Regions from separate parts of the Sus scrofa genome. Here region 1 is linked to region 2. Evidence: chromatin contacts called from public Hi-C data. All regions are on one chromosome and are shown on one strand. The core of a region is the stretch at or near the end of the contact, and the rest is flanking DNA. Distances in the headings are between cores, read along the strand shown. Region 1 overlaps MECR (mitochondrial trans-2-enoyl-CoA reductase). Region 2 overlaps YTHDF2 (YTH domain-containing family protein 2).

Evidence for each region. Hi-C and Micro-C count contacts between places; a contact is called where the count stands out from the background.
Region 1: a contact with region 2 is called in a Hi-C map of omental adipose tissue, with 2.3 times the contacts expected there. The contact joins two enhancer-like sites. A contact is called at or near these places in 1 of 5 promoter capture datasets (liver), 24 of 47 Hi-C or Micro-C datasets (adipocytes, alveolar macrophages, blood and 15 more) and 2 of 2 datasets of contacts at active chromatin or transcription factors (alveolar macrophages and skeletal muscle).

What each region holds. Positions count from the first base shown.
Region 1 is chr6:86,092,909-86,100,647 of Sscrofa11.1, forward strand. It overlaps MECR (mitochondrial trans-2-enoyl-CoA reductase), which reads right to left. Exons shown (of 10, transcript NM_001244082.1): 10 at 6,741-7,101. The coding sequence ends at 6,941. Among named protein-coding and RNA genes, the nearest start is that of SRSF4, 4.2 kb to the left of the region's middle. Within about 2 kb of position 5,908, at least 8 of the 83 cell types and tissues checked have an H3K27ac peak or open chromatin away from gene starts, as enhancers often do. A contact at or near this core is called in omental adipose tissue, where this site is marked.
Region 2 is chr6:85,751,307-85,758,163 of Sscrofa11.1, forward strand. YTHDF2 (YTH domain-containing family protein 2) reads left to right here. Exons shown (of 7, transcript XM_005665152.3): 7 at 1-5,444. Among named protein-coding and RNA genes, the nearest start is that of OPRD1, 21 kb to the right of the region's middle. Within about 2 kb of position 4,770, at least 2 of the 83 cell types and tissues checked have an H3K27ac peak or open chromatin away from gene starts, as enhancers often do. A contact at or near this core is called in omental adipose tissue, where this site is marked.

The DNA.
Region 1 (7,739 bases), core at 4,658-7,157, 340 kb after region 2:
AGCTTGGCGCGAGGGGCCTGCGCCGCTTGGCGCAGCCCGCGGGCTTCGCCCCTCCCCCGGAAGTGTCCACGTCCCCCTCCTTCCAGCCCTGAGAGCATTGCTGCTTTTGTCCCTTGAACCCGGAGCTGTATCGACTCTAGAGCAGATTTGGAATTAAACCTGGCTTCTAATTGTCTGTGACCTTGAGCTCATTACGCGCCTTTCGGCTTCGTCTTCTCTGTAAAAGGGGGATTAGTAATTCCAGCCTTCCAGAGTTGTTCCTAGCACCTCGTAAGTGCCCAATAAATAATAGCAATATTATTTTAAAAATAGGACAGTTTGCTTCAGTGGAAGCAGTGTGCAAAGTAGAGACTAGAACTTTGGAGCTAGATTAGGCTTGTCACTGGCTAAATTATTAAATTACCAATTTAATCTATTTTCTGACTTGTAAAATTAGAATAATTTATCCCATCTCAGTGGACTACCAGGGTAACTAAGAGAGTATGTGGAAGGGCTTCAGTATCTGGGACGTGGTAGGAGCTCAGTAAATATTGGTTCCCTTCTCTCCTACCCAGTTTATCTAGAATCACAAAGGAGTTTTGTTTCTTTGCTGTTTTTATTTACTTCAGAAATTATATTTTGAAAGGTAATTCATTAACTGGTTCAAATGATATACAGTGAAAAGTCTTCCCATCTCTGTCCTCTGGCAGCCTAGTTCCCCACCCTCCACTCCCTGAGAGGCCCACACAATATAATCAATTTCGTAAATGTTCTTTGAGGTATTTTACACATGTAAAGCAACTTGTGGTGTACCACACGTATGGTTCTGCATTTAATATAATTTGAAACTCATTCTGTAAGAGTACAAAAGGAGCTTCCTCAGGATTATTTTTATGGTTTATAATATGCCATTTTATACACTGATTTGTGTAATCAGTGCCTAGGAAAGGACATTGAAATAGATTCAAACCTTTGGTTATAACTGCTTCAGTGAGTAGTTTTGTATACATATATATATGTAGGATCTATTCCTAGAGATAAGATAGTTGGATCAAAGGGTGTGGGAGGGCAGTTTTGATAGATTTGCTCGATTTTCCATAAGTATCTGTTTCTCCATCTCATCATCACATTATCAAACATCAATCTGATAGCTGAAAAATGGTGTCTCAGGATAGTTTGTAATTACCTTGAGTGAGTCTTATTTCCTATGTGTAAGAGACATTTTCCTTTTTGTGTCTGTTTATATTTTTTGCCTGTTTTTCTTATTGATTTATTATATAATTAGGAAAATGAGCTCTGTCAAATGAGTTGCGAACTTTTCCTCAGTGTGAGTTTGCCTTGCAAAAACAAAGGATGTTTATGGATTGAATTTATCCATCCTTTATTTTTCTTTGATTCTGGATTTTGCATTGTAGTTTGAAAGGCCTTCCTCACTTAGGTAAAAAAAAATTTTTTTTTAAAAAAACCAGTCATTTGTATATTGTTACTTCTAGGACTTTTTTTTCTGCTATGCCCGAGGCATGCACAAGTTTCTGGGCCAGTGATGGAACCTGTGGCATAGTAGTGACAATGCCAGATCTTTAACTACTAGGCCACGAGGGACCTCCTAAGACTTATTTTTATGTTGCAATCTTTGCTCCATTTGGTATTTAGAAAAGTGTGAGGATCATAGTTACTATGAAGAACTGATGCTGACCTTGATTGTTACATAATCTGGTCAACCTGGGGAAAGAGCACCCCCCTTCCTTGAGAGGAAATGTCTGTCTCCAAAACCTGCTTCTCCTCTGGAGCTCCCTAACTCAGGGAGTGGCATCTCTTTCTAGCAAGGTGCCCAAGTTCAAACTTCAAGCACCACATGCATTCTGTCCAGTTGATTCTCACTTCTAAATACTCAAGAATCCATTCACTTCTCTCTACTCCCACTTAACTAAGCTAGTTAAGGCTTGGTCATATTGTTTACACATCAAGGCTTTAAAATTAAACATGCTGCTCCCTCTGCCTGGAATATGGATGACTTCTTACTCAGGATTTAGACCTTCTTTGCCCACCTTCTCTGAGTACCCTCATCACTATGATATTGTTATTTTTTTTCTTTCATAGCACTTGCCACACGCTGTAATTACCTCATTTATTCACTTATTCACTGTTTTTCTCCTCCACTAGAATGTAAACTCTTTGGTATCAGGGGACATGTCTTTTGTCTCCTGCTGTATACTTTTTACATAATGGGTGTTCAACTATTTACTAAATGAATAAATGAATGAGTTCTCACCTGGACTACCTCAATGGCTTCCTGATTCTTCCTTTTTCATGCCTCTCAAAGAAACAGACTCAGGGAAATTTGAATTCTTCTGACTCAGTCAATTATCACTGAACAAAATCAAGGAGACCTGAGAAAAGAGGGAGCCAAGGCCAACTGTGGGGCCAAAGGGATTGGGATTGACTGGTATGGTGACCAGATAGGGTCAGGGGACCTGGCTTCTGGTGCCGGCTTGCTTCCTGCTGGTGACCATGTCACCTCCTCTCTCTGCATCTTCCTTTTCTGAAAAGTGGGGATATTAAAATTTCTATGACAGCAGTTCCTGTTGTGGCTCAGCAGTAACGAACCTGACTAGTGTCCATGAGGACGCTGGTTTGATCCCTTGCCTCGCTCAGTGGGTTAAGGATCTGGCATTGCTGTGAGCTATGGTGAAGTTCGCAGACATGGCTCGGATCCCATGTTGTTGTGGCTGTGGTGTAGGCTGGCAGCTGTAGCTCCAATTTGACCCCTAGCCTGGGACCTTCCACATGCTCCGGGTACAGTCCTAAAAAGATAAAACAAAAACCCCCCCAAAAAAACCTGTGACATAGGCAAGTTGTAAAAATCAAATGAAGATGCATGTGGAAGTGCCTGCACGCTGCAGAGGGTCAGGGGCACAGGGAAAGCTTTCTTCCCTCTCAGGGTGCCAGCTTACCTTCAAGTCAGCCCTCCTGTCTCCCCAGGGTTTTCCTGCCGTCAGAGGCAGGGAGATGCTGTGCCAGGACTGAATCTCTCTTCTTCCACCGTTTCCTCTGGCTGTCTCAGCTGGCTCAGTGTCCTAGCATGGCACCTGTCAATAAGCTTGGGGCTGGTGGGAGTTGCTGCGAGCTTCCATGTACCAGGACAGACGCTTGGCACACACAGGTTAATGCAAGAACCTTTTTCTTCTGGGCTTTGGTCTTTCCTTGAGGAAAGCAGGCTTAATTATCTCATCTCCCAAGACAGCAGTCATCAATATTATGGCACTGGCTGTAAGCAGATGAGGGGCAGATGCTAGGGGAGCTAGTCATCAAGACTCAGGGCTTCAGGTGTGCCCAAGCTTTGGTTTAGGAGGTAATGCCTATTTGTCTTCTTTCCTTCTCCTGGAGCCAAAGGATTCTCCTTCAGCCATTTAAAAAGGATACTGTTTACTTCATGGGCCAGAAGAGCTGTCCCAGCTCCACAGAGATTATTCAGCCTGAAGATTAAAAAAAAAAATCTCCTGTATTTGTAAAGAAAGGATAAGATGATCCATTCTAAGTCAGATTCTCTTTTGACATTGTTAGGTCTCAGGCTCCTTTCCTCTGCTGACCTCATTAAATGTTGGTAATCCCTATGTTGGTCTTCAAATTATAGGGAGACTTGACTCATCTGGGAATGTCTGATGTTCTTTCTTTAGTGCCTCCCTTCTCCAAATTGTCCCCCAACCTGCTGCCAGAGGGATCTCCTTTCCTTTTTCTTCCTTCCTTCTGGGGTCAAATCAGAGTTACAGCTGCTGGCCTACACCACAGCTCATGGCAACACTGGATCCACGACCCACTGAGCAAGGCCAGGGACTGAACCTGCATCCTCATGGATACTAGTTGGCTGTGCCATAACGGGAACTCCTCTTTTTTTTTGTTTAATATTTATACTTCTTTGTTTTGTTTTTTAGTGGTTTCTCTAGGGTTTACACATCTTTATGCCAGTCTAGCTTCAAATATTATAGCACTCCGTGTATATAGTATGAGAATCATACAACTGTAAATATCCATCACCTTCTTCCTGGCCTTGGTCTGGTTACTTCACTAATTTAAATTCCTTGTGTTATAAATCACACAATACACTGCTATTAGTTTTGCTTTACACAGTCTGTGATCAATTAAAAAGATTAAAATGAGAAAAATGTTTTTTTATATTTACATATATATACATATATATGTACACACCACTTCTGTTGCTTGTCACTCTTTTGTGCAGAATCATCTTTTTATCTGATAGTTTCCTTCTGCCTAGAAAACTTCCTTAACATACATAGATCTTCTGACAGTGAATGCTTTCACCTTTTGCTGATGCTAGAGGGATTTTTCTAAGAGGGATCTTCTGGCTCAGAAATCTTTTGTTCCCTACTGCCAAAAGGATATAGTCCAAATTCCTTAGCTGGGAATCACAACCTGCCACAATTCAGATTGTGATTTTTGTGAAATTTTCAGCTTCAGATGATTGACATGATTTCAATATAAATTAAATCATAGCATATTTATCAGTTATGATTAGACTCAGAGAAAGCCCAAGCACTAAGGGCTTAAATAACACAGAAGCTCGTTTTCTCATCTCAAGTCCTAAGGTGGACAGTTGGCCTCTGGGTGTCAGGAACCCAGGCCCCTTTGATCTTGCTGCTGTCCGTTCTCAACATGGTCAAAGACGGCCATGCAGATTCCAGGAATCATGTTTGCATCTCAGTCAGGAGGAAGTGAAAGGGGAAGAAAGAGGCATAGGATGGATGCCAGTTTTATTTTAAAGAGGTTCCTAAGAAACTGCCACCTGCCACCTCTGCTTACATCACATAGGACAGACCTTATCAGCTGCAAGGAGGCAGGGAGACTGTTTGTGCCAGCTACCACATGCCCACCTAGAAGTTGTCAGTTTTAATTCTTACGAAGAGAATGGTATCTGGGGAAAACGAGAAGATTCTGACATAAATGTCCTCTGTATAACTTTAATCCTTCCCTTAATCAGTAATGCTTGTCCCCCTCCCCTGCCTGTGAAAATATCATCCTTTAAAGGCCAGCCTAAATGCTAGCTGCCGCCCCCCAGAGGTACCGTTCTCAGGACACCCCTCCACAAGATCTCTAGCGGTGCTAGGAATCTTCCTCCCCGTCTGCCTCCTGAGCCTATACTAGGGGCCCACTGCTCTCCACGGCTGCAGGCTCCTCCCAGCTCCTAAGCTCAACCTTGTGGGGTGCCCTGGAAGAACTAATCTTAACTTTCACTCCTGCAGCCTGTGGGCAGCCACCCCCTCCCCGCTCAGACTTTTTGCACTTGCCCACACTGATCAACTGCATGAACCATCCATCTCACTAACCTTGAGGACAAAGGACAGGAGGGACTTGGGCAACTGGGGGTGTACAAATCTTATCCAGGGGGCACCTGCAACCCTTTCCCAGCCCCAGGGTGACATCAATCCTCTTCTCCAGAGGACAAACAAGATGCTCCTGAAGGCAAGAGGATTGCACAGGGTCCCGTGTATAGGTCGGTGCGCAACAAAACCCGAGAGTCCTCTGGCCTTCAGAGTCAGTTCCCACATCACTCCACTGCTTAAAATCCCTCAGTGCCCCCTCTGTCTCAAGGGTAAGTCCTGAGCCCGCCCACTCTGCCCACTGCCCCCATCTCAGTCTTCGCATGCCCCCCACCTCCTAGCCAGGGGCTGTACTCGCCTGGGGGCAGTTCCCCCACCGTCAGGCTCTCTTGGGCCTCCACTCTGCGGCATGCTGTTTGCTGGCTTTGCTTGGGGCCTTCCAGGGTGGCTGTGACCATACCTCCTCTGGGAGGCTTCCTTAAACCCTCAGGTCTGAACACCTCCGTGCCAGCGGCCGCGTTAGTACACTGTGCAGCAGGCAGGCTGCTTTCGGGCCAGCCCGGGTCGCCCCAGCCTCAGGCACACTCGGGCTCCCAGTGAGTACTCCCCCAGCGAGGCTCCCGAGCGCAGGGACAGAGAGCCAGGTGATGAGGGAGACGTCCCCGCCTCTCTGGCGCTTTGCTCTGAGGGATCACGAAGCAAACACCAAAGAGGCACAGCGTCAAACTCTTCTCTTTGAACAAAGCTACTCATTTTTTAGGGCTCAGCTTCAAGCTTCACTCAGGAAGGCCTAGGACAAGGCCTTAGTCATGAGCTCAAAGCACCGCACGCGTCTTTAGCGCGCTAACCGCTACGGTAATTACCGCGGGACCAGGGCTTCAACGCGGGGCTTCTCAACAGCGGCGCTGCGGCGGGAGGGAGGCTGCGCTCCGCACAAGGGCGCTCGGCGGCGACCTCTCCTCACTAGACAGCGGCAGCACGCCCTCAATTACGGCAGCCAGAAAGTCCCCCGGGGGCAAAAGACCTCAGGCTGAGAACCACCGGTATAACTTCTACCTCCTCCGTCAGAACAGACGTTCCATGAGGATGGTGTGGCCACAGGAGAGGCCGTTTCTGTGGTTTCTCAGCCTGGCACCTGCTCGTTTGTGGAGCTGATCTTCCCCCTGCCCCGTCCTGAGCTGCAGACCACCTGAGAACGAGTCGGACCTTCCTTTTCAGAAGATCCCGCTCTGTGGGCTTGGAGGGCTTGAGGGCAGAGAGGCAAAAGTCTCTGACTGGCTTTTGTACCTGCCAGCCCTGCCCAGGCGTTGCTTTCAGGGAGGTCAGAAATGACAGCTGGATGAGAGGTGAGGGCAGGCCAGGCGGCTTCTTAGTGCTGGGAGACGGCCTTCTTGACAGGGATGACTTCTGCTGGTTTGTGTTTGCTTGTTTTTAGGAAATTTGGACTTTATTAGACACCCTGAGGCTGGCCCTGGGAAAGCCCTGGCTGCCCTCCTGATTCTCTGAGTCAGAAGTGACAGGAGGGAGAGGAGCAGCCTGCAAAAGGGTGGGGGCCCCAAAGGGAGGGCCTGAAACCGGTCCTGCTGATCCGCCTCCCCTCCCACTTAACTCTGGCTCCTCTGGGCTCACCACATGGTGAGAATCTGCTTTGAAGACACGAAGGGCTGCATGGAGGCCTCCAGGGCACGCTGGTAGTCCTGCAGGGGGACCTCGGAGCAGGCGGGGGCCGAGAGCTGGCCTCGGCGGATGAGGTCGCACAGTGTGAAGATCAGCTCCTTGAACTGGTCTGTGGGAGGGTGGAGGTCAGACAGGGGAGCAGCCACAGGCTGGCGGGCCCATGACACACGGGCCTCCCCTGTGGGCAGGAGCTGGCACCAAGCTCCAGGGAAGCTTCGAGAGCCCAAGGGCTTGGCCAGGGCAGCTTGGTTCCTGCCTGTGTTCAGGATAGTGAGGGCCAGGGTGGGGACAGAAGCACAGAGAGTAGCCCCCAGAGCTGATGAGCAGGCAGCATGGTGGCTGTGATGGCTCAGGCCCACAGAACCTGACTGGGTGTAGCGGGGAGTCCTGAATGGTGTGGGAGGGCAGGATCACTTTGAGGCAGAGAAACCAGAAGAGGCACAAGGGAGGGGTGGGTGATGCCTGGCACACCAACTGATGTGGAACAGATGAGCTCTGCTCGCAGAAAAGAGCTTTTTCCGAGAGCCCAGGCCTCCTTTGGAACCTCACCAGTCGAGGTCACCCACATGCCCTCCCAGGGCATGCCGCCCACTCAGGACCCCCGTATGGTGGAGGAAGAGGAGAAGCGAGGGCTGGGGCTGAGAAGTGCTTTTTCACACACATCAATTCATTCAACATTCATATCCGGTCACAACCCTTGCTTAAAACGCTTCTGTGGCTTTCCATTTCCCTTTAAGGTAGAGTCTG
Region 2 (6,857 bases), core at 3,520-6,019:
TCGTTACTGCTTTTGCACCTGCGCAAAAGCCTCTCCCAGTGCCAAACCCCTTACCTTCACAGGTGAGCAAGCTAGGTCGCCTAAGGCACGGGGAACTAGTGTTTCTCACTATTGTAATAGAGGGCAAAGGACATTAGTGCTGTGCATGGCTTGTTGCTTTCTTCTACCTTTTAAAATAATGCTCAATTTGGCTGGCTAAAGGTTGTAAAACTTACTGTAGCCCCATCTGCTGGCCATAAGCAATGTTAATGTACTCAAAAAAAAAAAAAAAAAAAAAGTTATACTCTAGAGTTGCCCTTTAGGGGGAAGCTCTCAAAGAAACTCCCAATTTTGCTGCTTGTCCAGTTTTTCATGAGAGTTTTTGTCTGCTTTTCCATCTACTCAGAGTCATTCAGCCTTATTTTGTGAACCCCTGTTGGTACTGTTGGGCATTGGAGGAAAGGGAAGTAAATAAGATCCTTGTCTTAGAATTTAGTTTAAGGATTACTGTAATACGGTTTGGGGTTGTGGGAGATAACACACAGTGTTGGAAAAGCAGAAGGGTTTCTGCCCAGAAGATTGCCCTTGCAGTACTGGATTTTTCCTCCCTAGCTCAGTGGAAACCTCATGAGCGCCTTGCCTCTTTTTCTTCCGTCACAGTTTCAGCTCTCACGCCTAGGTTCTCTGCTCCATCACTAATGAGACGTCTGATGTTGGGCAAGTCAGGGAATTGCTTTGTGCACGTTTCCTCCATGGAAAGAGGAAAAGACCTCTGAAGCCACTTGATGTATGATTTTTGCAGGGATTTAAATTAATTTTAATTACTAGTGCTTTTCTAATTAAAACCAAAACCAGTCCAGTTACATATGTAGAATTAAAAAAGGTATATCTTGACATAGCTTGCTTCTAAACCTTTTTAAAATTGCTTTATGATACATTTGAATTCAGTATATAGTATAGAGCATGTGTGTATTCCTGAGTATATAATTACATAATTTTAAGTTATTTTACAAAAATGGTATACTACTAAACCATATACAGGGTGTCTGTGTCTGTCTCTCCTCTGTCACGATCCATGAATCTTCTGTTTTGGTCTGCTTGAGAAGGACCCAGATCTTCTGTAACAACTTAATATGGTTGGCCTTCTAGGATCCTGGAGTGAGCAATGGTCCGAGGGCCTAGGTCTCATCAAAAGCAATCTGGCAGAACCCTGACCTTGTAATCTTGTTCCTCTTAAGTATTGGAACCCAAACTTTTCTAGATTTCTGCTTCCCCAAAGCTTTCCAACTTAAAGAGTTAGGCACTCTGTTTTTAGGTGAATGTCATTCCAAATCAAGGTCCTTTATGCAGAAGTATAAAACATGCCCTGGGCAAGTGGTGGAAGAGTAAGCTGGCCAGGTTTGGATAGGGAGGATGGTGTCGGGAAGGGCTGTTAACTACCAGCAAAATTCTAGGCACTGGGGCAACAGCAGAGAACTTAAAATTCCTGCCTTCAATGGGACTTCATTTCTGGTGGAGAGACAAACAGATTAATCAGGTGTGATGAGTACTATAGAGAAAAGTAACACAAGCGAAATGTATGAGGCTGGAAGAGTCATACTAACAAATTCAGAGAGGTGAGAGATGAAGACAGGTTGGGTAAGGCTTTGAGAAGAAAGCACTCACTTCCGAGAAAAGTATATTATCACCTTTTCATTTTACCTCATACTTCACCTCTTTTCTTTCCCAGATTAAATTCTATGGTCCATCATGATCCCACTCCCCACCTGTATTCACCATCAACTCCCTTGCCACTTTCCCTTGTTTCATCTATTTTAATGGACAAACCACAATCTTGGTGATGCCTAGCCATACCTGTGCAGTTTATAGTGGAGAAAAACATTCAACCAGTGTCTCATCTTAAATTCATGATCATCAGCCTCAGGAGGGGAATCATTCTCCCTATCTATTCACTTTCCTACTCAAAAGAACCATTTCATACCTTCTCGCTTTCCTCAAATCAATCTTACCTTTATTCTCAATGACTCTACTTGACTGAGAAAATTGAAGCAGCCAGAACAAAACATCACCGGCCCCCTACATCTACTTACTTCACATAATTGTAGATGAATGTTTCTAAAAATCTGGTCTCTGGGCCAGCGGTATCAGCACCACCAAGGAACTTATCAGAAATGCAAATTATTGAGTCCCACCTCAGACCTACTGAATCAAATTCTGGGCTTGGGGCCCAGCAATCTGTGCTTTAGTAAGTGTTCCAGGTGATTATGATGAAGCTTAAGAGTTTGAGAACCAGTCCCCCTCTGCATGTTTCTGTCTAGAAAGAATCTATTTGTGCACCAGACCTCAGTCTCTCATCAACTAAGTTACATGGCTCCATCAAATCTCCCTCTTCTGCATCCCAGTTTTACTTCTATTGGATTATTCTTGTCAGCATAAAAACATGCTGCTGTTTCTCCCATTTCTTCATCAGTTACCACCCATTTCTCTATTCCTCTTTGCAGCAAGACCCCAAAGAGGAAGCTGTTATTGATTCCATTTCTCCATTTTTTTCTAACCCAGTCCAATCAAGCTTTCATCCTCTTCATTCCAGTGGAAATCGTCTTGTCAAGACCACACATTTTTGATTCTCAGTCCTCATCTCTCTCTCTGGGTTTTTTTTTTTTTTTTTTTTTTTGCAGTTGAGAATAAATGTCCATTTTATTTAAGCATTAGTAGATAAGCAAGGAAAGGAGATTTTTTTGGTATCATTTAAAAAAGTTACTCAATGAATTTTATTACATTTATAGTTGTACAACGATCATCACAACCCAATTTTATAGCATTTCCATCCCAAATCCCCAGCCCATCACCCCACCCCTCAACCTGTCTCCTTTGGAAACCATAAGTTTTTCAAAGTCTGTGAGTCAGTATCTGTTCTGCAAAGAAGTTCATTGTGTCCTTTTTTTTAGATTCCACATGTAAGTGAATAGCATTTGATGTTGGTGATGTCTGATTAATTTCACTTAGCATGATGATTTCTAGGTCCATCGATGTTGCCGCAAATGCCATTATTTCTTTCCTTTTAATGGCTGAGTAATATTCAATTGTGTAAATGTACCACATCTTTATCCACTCCTCTGTCAATGGACATTTAGGTTGTTTCCATGTCTTGGCTGTTGTATATAGTGCTGCAATGAACATTGGAGTACATGTATCTTTTCAAGTCATGGTTTTCTCTCAGCCCTCATCTTATTTGACCTATAGATGGTACAGGATCCCCTTGATACACTTTCTTCACTTGGATTCTAGCACAGAATACCTCCTGATTTTCCTCCTATTTTACCTGTTGTTCCTTCTTAGTCTCCTTGGCTGGTTCCTCCTCTTCTTTTTATCCTCTTGATGCCACAGTGACCCAAGGCTCAGTCCTTGACCCTCTACACTCACTAGATTACATCCAGTCCTATGGCTTTAAACACCATCCTTGTGCCAACAACTCCCAAATGTAGAATCGGTCCAGGTCTATCTCCTGATCTCTGGTATGTTCAGTCGCTAGCTCAACCTCTCCACCGATGTCTCGCCAACATCACAAACCCAACACTTGCAAACCTAAACCTCTTCCTCATCTGCCCCATCACTTATAATGAATTCATCTCTCCCATTTCTCAGGCCAAATCCTGAGAGTAATATTTCTCACATCCTATATCGTATTTACTGGTTGACCAGTTCTTGCCATATCTACGGCCAAGTCACCAACTCTCACCTGGATGATGGCATAATCTCTTAGCTGGTTTCTACTTGCACTTTGCTTCCTACAGTCTGTCCTCCACACAGTAACAGAGGGATCCTGTGAAAATGTACATCAGATCCTGTCATTTCTCAGACTTTCTCCTGGCTCCCATCTGAGAGTAAAAGCCAAAGACTTTGATGGCTCACAAATTCTTGTCTTCTGATCTCCCATTTCCACTGTCACCTCACTGTTTTCCCTGCTTACATCTCCACTGTTCTTATCTACTCCACCCACCTTGTCCTCCCTTCTACCCTTCAAAATGCCAGGTTCCTTTCAGAGGGTCTTCACGCTAGCTGGGTCTTCCATCTGGAGTACACTTCCCTCATATCTACAAGGCCCAGTTACCTTTTCCAGCAGGTATCACCTTATCAGTGAGGTCTCCCCTGACTCTTATTTGCACTCGCTATCCCACCTCCCACACCACCTGTCTCCCTTGCTCTGGGCTTCCCGTAGGCAGAGGTGGACCTGAGATTCCATTCCCAAAGATCTGTCTCTTTCTACTTTGAAGTGGGGAGTCAAGAAAGCTGATAAAAAGCCATTACACAACTTTTAAGAATCAAATGGATCGGTAATTACTGGTTAGCAGAATTTTAAAATACAGTTTGTATTCTCCATTTCCAACTCCTGCTTTCCTAGAGTGATAGAACACTGACCTGGGAGTTAGAAACCTTGGATTCTAGGCCTCGATCTATTACTCAGGAGCTCTGTGACCTGTGGCAAGCAAGTCCTCAGTCTTGGTCAGCCTGGGAAGTGAGGGAACTGGGACTAAATGATCCATGAGGTTAACACTCCAATCCTGTCAACTCTGCTTCCAAAATAAATCCCAATGCTGTCAATGTTTCTCATCCCTGCTGCGCTACCTCCTCTCCGTGCTCTATTCACTTCCTGCCAGGCCATTGCATCAGCCTCCTTACCTCCTTTCACTCTTGTCTTTAATCCAGCTTCCACATAGCTGCCTAAGGTGTAACTCAGAGCATGCCTGTTTCTCTCTGAAACCCTCCAGCAGCTTCCCACTGTGCTGAGAATCACCCCTGTGCTCCCCACCGTGGCCTGCAGGGCCTCTCACCATCTGGCTCTGGGCTCCCTCCCTCATCTGGTTCCAGCCACAGTGGTGTCCAGCCCCTCAGATTTGCCAAGCTCATTCCTGCCTAAGCAATCCTTTGTTTTGCTTACAAGTTCTTCCTCCTTGTGTCCTCCTGGTGGATTCCCTCTCATTTTTTTAGGACTCAGCTTCAAGGTCTTTTCCTGAGTGTAAGCTCCCTTTCCTGATCACTTTTTCTAAAGCCAGTTCTTCCTCATTAGTTTAAAATTCAGCTCCCTACTTATTTTTTTGTTCCCATAGAGACATTTACCACAATGTAACATTAAGTCATGCAATAGTCACAAAATGGAATACCATACAACTGTAAAAAGAAATCTATGTATTGATATAGAACAATTTAAGATATTGTTCAGTGAAAAAAAAAATCCCAAGGTGAAGTCCAGAGTGTATAGAATACCACCATTTGTATAATAGAGGGGGAAGAATATATTTGCTTGTATATGCATATGTTATCTCTGGATGGGCACAGAAGAAACTGATAACATTGCTGGCCTTTATGAGGAGGACTAGGTGGCTAGGGGCAGGAGTGGGGGGCTTTTCACTGTGCACCTTTTTGTATTTTGAATCATATAGTGTACCACCTATGAAAAATAAATAAGTAAATATTTAAAAATTGTGTAACTTGCTTTGTTTTCCTACCTCCCCAAAGAGAACATAAACATTCTGACAGTGTGTACCATGTCTTTTTTCATTCCCTATTATTATTATTATTATTTTTGTTGTTGTTGCTATTTCTTGGGCCGCTCCCGCAGCATATGGAGGTTCCCAGGCTAGGGGTCTAATCAGAGCTGCAGCCACCGGCCTACGCCAGAGCCACAGCAACTCGGGATCCGAGCCGCGACTGCAACCTACACCACAGCTCACGGCAACGCTGGATCGTTAACCCACTGAGCAAGGGCAGGGACCGAACCCGCAACCTCATGGTTCCTAGTCGGATTCGTTAACCACTGTGCCACGACGGGAACTCCTTCATTCCCTATTATGTCCTCAGCACTTAACACAATGCCTGGCACTTAATAGGGCTCAGTAAGTAATTACAGGATGAATGGATGAAAGAATGAAGGTCTCTTCCTGTTCTAACACTGGATTCTAATCTTAGGCCTTCAAAGAATAAAAGAAACACAGGTTCTAGAACCAGCCATTTAGAGGGAACCAAAGAGACACCGAATTGTTTTGCAGTGTGGTGGACGCTTTTCCTTTGTGGTTATCGATAAGCTTAAAAAAAATGTGACGGGGAGAGTATGGCAGGTGAAATGTGACTGATTTGCCTGGCACAGATGCACTTATCAAGTGAGAGCCCAAGAGGACACAAGAGGACAATGTCCTGCTTGGACCATGCCCCATCACAGCCTCTGCAGATGGCAGCCTGAGGGACAAGCAAAGCAGCCCCCTTTCCTGAGGCCTCAGAACATTCGGGATCACAAAACCTACCACACTCCAGTTCTGAGATTGTCTTCTTCCTTGGATTCTAAATTTTTTGAGGTCAGGAACTGTCTGTCTTGCTCACCAGTATACTTACATCCTGGGATAGAAGAGACAAGGAGTTAAGTGAAAGAATAAAATTTGAGGAGTTTCTGTCATGGTTCAGCGGAAACGAATCTGACCAGTATCCATGAGGATGTGGATTCAATCCCTGGCCTTGCTCAGTGGGTTAAGGATTGAACTGTGGTATGGTATGTGGTATGTGGTGTGGTGTGGTAGAAGCGGCTCGGATCTGGTGTTGCTGTGGCTGTGGTGGCGGCTACAGCTCTGGCTGGACCCCAGCCTGGGAGCCTCCATATGCCACGGGTACGGCCCTTAAAAAAAAAAAAAAAAAAAAAAAAAAAAAAAAAAGAATAAAATTTGAGTTGAACATCTGGAAGAGGGAGCTGTAATACCACATATAACCAGAAGGTGGCACTAGAGGATCATTTTCTGAGATGTCAGTTCAGCCCAAGACTTAACAGTCTGGGGTGCAGAGTGCTATTTTGACCAAGGGAAAGTGTAGCTGATTTTTGACAAGTTTACTGA